Linked DNA regions of Rattus norvegicus: region 1 is linked to region 2. Evidence: chromatin contacts called from public Hi-C data. All regions are on one chromosome and are shown on one strand. The core of a region is the stretch at or near the end of the contact, and the rest is flanking DNA. Distances in the headings are between cores, read along the strand shown.

The links. A called contact is a pair of places that touch in the nucleus more often than the background predicts.
Region 1: a contact with region 2 is called in a Hi-C map of liver, with 5 times the contacts expected there. The contact joins the promoter of Grb2 here to the enhancer-like site in region 2. A contact is called at or near these places in 6 of 12 Hi-C or Micro-C datasets (frontal cortex, kidney, liver and 1 more) and 1 of 1 datasets of contacts at active chromatin or transcription factors (oligodendrocytes).

The regions. Positions count from the first base shown.
Region 1 is chr10:101,446,619-101,449,560 of GRCr8, reverse strand. It overlaps Grb2 (growth factor receptor bound protein 2), which reads left to right and starts at 1,423. Exons shown (of 6, transcript NM_030846.2): 1 at 1,423-1,483.
Region 2 is chr10:101,386,093-101,388,792 of GRCr8, reverse strand. It overlaps Grb2 (growth factor receptor bound protein 2), which reads left to right. Exons shown (of 6, transcript NM_030846.2): 4 at 709-831. Among named protein-coding and RNA genes, the nearest start is that of Slc25a19, 21 kb to the right of the region's middle. Within about 2 kb of position 1,407, at least 18 of the 93 cell types and tissues checked have an H3K27ac peak or open chromatin away from gene starts, as enhancers often do. A contact at or near this core is called in liver, where this site is marked.

The sequences.
Region 1 (2,942 bases), core at 174-2,673, 61 kb before region 2:
AACACTTGGGGAAAGAACGGTTCACTTTCCTTATTCTAGGGGACCCATCTCCTCTATTGTAGCAGAGGTGGGTATTCTCAACTGAAATTCGTTGGCTTCTAGAGAACGCACTAGCATAGGATGTGTTCGTGCTCTCCTGTAATTGGAAAGAGCTTTTGGAACTGAGAGGTACTTCTCCAAGCTTTCCTCTACCGCTCCCCCATAGCCGGCAGCCCCACATAGGAATCTATGTACTTTGCATGGCACAGAACACGACTTTCTCACGCCTCCATCCATCCCTCTGTTCTTCTGTGCTATTCCGTTTGCCGGCTATGGGCTTACCCTGGCTCCTGTGCTGTGCAACTCCTACTCACCCTCAGCACTCGGCGGCACATCACCTTCTTTGTTAAGTCTTTTATGCAGTGGGCAGAGGAACAGAGCCAGCCTTTCTCCATCTTTTTGGCTTCCTCAGCATTCCCCCAAAGTACTATGTGTAAGTGTTATAGTTTGTGTGTGTGTGTGTGTGTGTGTGTGTGTGTGTCTGCACGAGGGTGTGTGCAGGTGAATGCCGGTGCCATCAGAGGCCAGAGGCACTAAATCTCCTGGAGCTGGGGTTACAGACAGTTGTGAACCATGGGATGTGGGTGCTGGGAACTGAAATCAGGTCCTCTGGAAGAGCAGCAAGCGTTTTTGTTTTGTTTTTTTGTTTTTTGTTTTGTTTTTGACCTCTGAGAGGTCTCTCCAGCCCAAGACATTACTTGTTTACTCTTCTGGTGCTTCTCTCGATTGATTGAATCGCTTAAGGGCCAGGATCTCTGCTCGTCGTTTCATCTTCTTTACCCAGCACAGTGTTTACCTACAGTAGGTATGTAGTTCACTCGGTGAACGGACTAATCAAACAGTTCATCAAACACTGCAGGTTGTACGAACCAGATTCCCAAACATTTCTAGATCTGGTCCTCTATTTGGGTCGAACCATCCTGAGATCTGCCGCCCCTCGACCCCTCCTCGAGGCCTCTTTGCTTTGCTTCGATAGAAAGAACGCTATTCGAGTGTGGAAAGCGCTATTCCGCTAGAGCAGAGCTGTAATTCACTTGCTCCGGCACGCAGAGGGTTACAACGGCCCAGGGGCGGAGCCGAGTCCCTGCCACCTGCTGCGGGGCGAGCTGACGCATGCGCGAAGTCCCCCTTAGGCTACCTGCCGGGCGGAGCGGAGGAGGAGCGCTTGCGCTCTGGGCCTTTTCCGCCGGGGAAAGTCTCGCGGGGGCGGGGCGCGGCGGGGCGGGGCCGCGTGGGGAAGTTCTCGCGGGACCCTGGCGAGGAGCGGAAGCTAGGCTGCTCTGCTGCTTCTGCGATCGGGCGGCGGCGGGGCGAGCCAAGCTGCGGCGGGGGACGGCGGTCTGGGCAGCGGGCGCCGCAGTCAGGGAGCAGCAGTGAGGTTGGCGGCCGCGGGCGGCAGCACAAGGCGGGCCAGGCCGGGTGAGGGAGCGGACGGCACGTCGCGGTGAGTGCAGGAGAGCGGGCGGGAAGTGAGCGGGGGCTCCGTCGTCCCCGCGCCGCGCCGGGCAGCTCGGGCCCGGTCTGCTCCGGGCTGCCGGGGCGGGCCGCTCGCGGGTCGGGGAAGGCTCGGACCGGAGCGCAGCGGCTGCGCAGCCGTCTCCTCGTTTCCCCTTTTGGGGCGCTTCCTTCCTGGTGTCGGTCTTCCTCCCGCTCGGGGCAGAGACCGGGCGAGCCGACGATTGAGGTCCGGTGTGGCGGCCGTCCGGCTGGGCGCAGAGGAGCCCGGAGCAGCCGAGAGGCACAGGGTGCTGCTCTGAGTCAGGCTGACTGAGCCCGGGAGGCGGGGGATTCGGTGCCGGCTGCTAACGTGGTGATTGATGCTCCTTTGACCTGCAAGGCAACCACGTCACCGTCTCTTGGCATCTTGCGGTCGAATTGTGTGCGGGAATCCACCATGACTTAGAATGATTGTTACCCGGACCCACCGACTGGTCTTTGCGAGAGTTGGGAGCTTCTTTTGTAGAAGTACTTGAGAAAAAAAAATACTTGTTGTGGGGGGAAAAACAGCAGCAGCTGATGGGAATGCTGGCAGGAAGGATTTTCGCGGAGAGAGCCCCGCTGGTTCATGTCCGTTTGCAACGCTCTAGGTTGTGTGGGTTTGTAAGAAAGTGATTTTTAGGGTGTCTTCAAAAGCTATATAGCAGTGCAGTTTGCCGGGAAGCCGAGGCGCGTTCAACGTCCGTCTTTTGATGGTGTTGACATTCAAAAAGAGGCTAGAGAAATTGGCTTTCTTTTGACTTCTTCGCCTCTCTTTCACTTTGCCCTGCAGTTTTTGTCCTTTCAGTCTCTATTCCACTCCACTAGGGACACGAAGTACATTTTTTTAAAAAATTTATTTATTCTATGTATATGAGTATACTGTAGTTTTCTTCAGACACACCAGATCCCATTACAGATGGTTGTGAGCCATCATGTGGTTGTCGGGATTTGAACTCAGGACTTCTGGAAGAGCAGTCAGTGCTCTTAACCGCTGAGGCATCTTTCCAGCCCCACGAAGTACATTTGTAACGCCAGTCATTGGCGCCTCCACCCCCTTTAGAAAATAATCTACTTCCCCTTCTTGTTCTTCCTCCGCTATAATTTTCGAAGTTTCTGCCGGTTTGAGCACTGTTAATTTTCTCAGTCGTTCTAAGATCCCCTTTTTGGGGGGGGTAGATACCTTCCCTTGTTTGCATTTCTTTTTTTTTTTTTTTTTTTTTTTTGGTTCTTTTTTTCGGAGCTGGGGACCGAACCCAGGGCCTTGCGCTTCCTAGGTAAGGGCTCTACCACTGAGCTAAATCCCCAGCCCCGTTTGCATTTCTTTTAGACTGTCCTCTGTATTCTTCAGCCAGCCAGAAGGGCTACTAAGGAGCCATCGGGGTGCTTGAGGGGGTTTAAGTTCTCCCCCTGGGAACTAGAAAACC
Region 2 (2,700 bases), core at 158-2,657:
GACGGTCTGGTACTGTTGGGGTTATCATGTGCATATGAAAGGATTTCAGATCCATGAGGTAAGGTAGGACAGTCTCACTGTGTAGCTCTGGCTGTCCTGAAACTATGTAGACGAGGCTGACTTCGAACCACAGAGCCTTTGTCTGCCTCCTGGGTGCTGGGAATAAAGGGACACCACAACCACAACCTAGAGTCTACTTCCTCACAGTCCAGCTTCCCTCTGTGCTGTCGCAGACTCCACACCTCCAAGTCAGATGTCAGCCAGCCAGCCCTGCACTCCTGTTATGATGAAATGGCTTCCAAGGGCCTGTCTTCCCCTCTGCCCTTATCCTGGGTATCTGGGCTTCCCTAGGTACCACCTGATGAGTGAGGGAGAGGCAGGGCAGCTTTGGCCTTGGGCACTGGCTTTCAGACTGCATGTTAGGAGTGGTCTCCTTGTAGCCTGAAGAGTGGCCCTTGTTGCTGCCTTGAATCATGATCTGTAGAGTGGAGTGGGTGAAGCTGTTTGAAAGCTCTGTCACTCAGGAAGGCCCTGAGCCAAACAGTAGCCCCAGAGCCTTAGGCAAGAGGCCAGCAGGTAATGCTCTGCCCTGCTCTGCCCTCCCTCCTTCTCTCCGACAGAAGTGTCCCCATGTACATGCCAGGTTGTGCATCCCACCCAGTTCTCTGTGGGGAGGCAGATGTTGACTGGCTTGCCTTCCTTCCTTAGGTGGTTTTTTGGCAAAATCCCCAGAGCAAAGGCAGAAGAAATGCTTAGCAAACAGCGGCATGACGGGGCCTTCCTGATCCGAGAGAGCGAGAGCGCTCCTGGGGATTTCTCCCTGTCAGTCAAGTAAGTATTTCCTGCTGGAGCTGCCAGAGAAGCTGCAGCCATTGACTGGATTGTAAGGCTGCTGGGAAGATGTTAACCTGTCTTTTCCTGTGGACATCCTAGTGTTTGCTCTAACCTAGTTGTAGCAGATCCGAGCTTTAGGTTTGCAGTGTCATGAACCTATGGGAACTGACAGCACCCAGGGCCAGTTTAATCTGCACCACTTCTCATCCCGCCTGCCTTCACTGCTCACCTGGACCCGACACTTGGTTTCCATGAGCCTAGTGGGTGTCCTCTCAAAAATCCAAACAGGAGTTGGCCTCTAAGCTAGCACGTGAGAAGCAAAGACAGCTGGATCTCTGTGACTTCCAAGCCAGCCAGAGTTAGACATCTGACCGATCCTCCCCTTCTAGTTACTGTGTCACTGCAGAAGCCTACCCCAAAACTCTTCAGTCACAGACTCTTCTCTGCACCCCAGGCTGTCCAGGAACTTGCTGGGTAGCAGAAACTCGTCAAATGGATGGCAGTTCGCCTGTCTCAGTCTCCTGAGTACTGGGCTTACAGGCATGGCCAGCTGTTCCCTCCTCCTCATTATTAATCTGTAACGAGGTGAGGGAGCCCAGTGTCTTTGACTCCGAGCCAGGGAAGAGGAGGACAGACTGTCAGGAGTCTGCTTGCTTTCTCTGCTGTCTTGTGGGGTCTGAGGTTTAAACCCCACCTTGTCGGGTCTGAGCAGAAGGCCTCACTGAGTCACCCCACTAGTCCTGGCTTTTTTTGTCTTTTAAATACACCAACCAGGGTCTCAATGTAGAGCTCACTGTAGTACATTGAAGGCCCTGGCTTCTATCACTAGCACCACGATTAATGAGTGAAGGAGTGCACTCCTTCAGACCAGCCTTGAACTCCGAGTCCTGTGCCTTCACTTCCCTGTCATGGAAAGGAATGACAGGCCTTAAGCTCTGGGCACCAGAACCAAGCTGTGTTCTGTGTCTGAATGCAGAGGTGAGAGCTTTGGGTGAGCTTTGATACCTCAGAAGGTTTGCATACTTTTCTGTTTTGCTTTGTAAGACAGGATTTTTCTCTGTGTAGTCCTGGCTGTCCTGGAACTTTTATCTATAGACCAGGCTTGCCTCAAACTTTTTTTTTTCAACTGAGTATGATAACAGTTTCTTCTTATAACTAGGTTTGGGGTTTTTTTTTTTTTACATTTTTGATTAAACACATGTAAGTAAGGGTCATACAGAGTCTTGGTTTGTAGAATTAGCATTTTTAGACTTCTCAGTAGCTTGTATGTCTTTCCTTTGCCTGAACTGCTCCAAGTAGCAGTAAAACAGCTCAGGAAGGGGAGACAATGATTAGACAGTCGGGAGTGGCCAGGCCCCTGGGCAGTGCTGGGCTGGAGACCGGCCTGTGTTCAGCACCACCACCTCTACCCGAGCACCTGCAGGAAGGCCAGCTATGCCGTCCATGAAAGACAGCCTTGCAGGGATGGAGACCCAGGGCAGAGATAGAAATGCCTGATTAGCACAGTGAGTCCTAGGTTCCATCTCTAGCACAAGCACTGCCAACAACTGAGTGTAGTCTCAGCACTTAGGAGCTTGAAGCAGGAGGATTATACATTCTGGGTCATCCTTGGCTACATAGTGAGCTCAAAATCAGCCTGAGCTAACTGAGACCCTGGCTGATGACATGGCTCAGTGGGTAAAGGCACTTGTTATCTAGCCAGGTGACCTGTGTTTTGAGTCTCAGGAGTCCCTCTGACCGTGCCTGTGCCTACCACACATGCATATCTAGAAAATGTGGTTTTTAAAGTTAAACAGAAAACATTTAAAGATGTTAGTAAGCCATCACTTTAGGAATAAAATGTCCGGGGTGGATGACTCAGTTGGT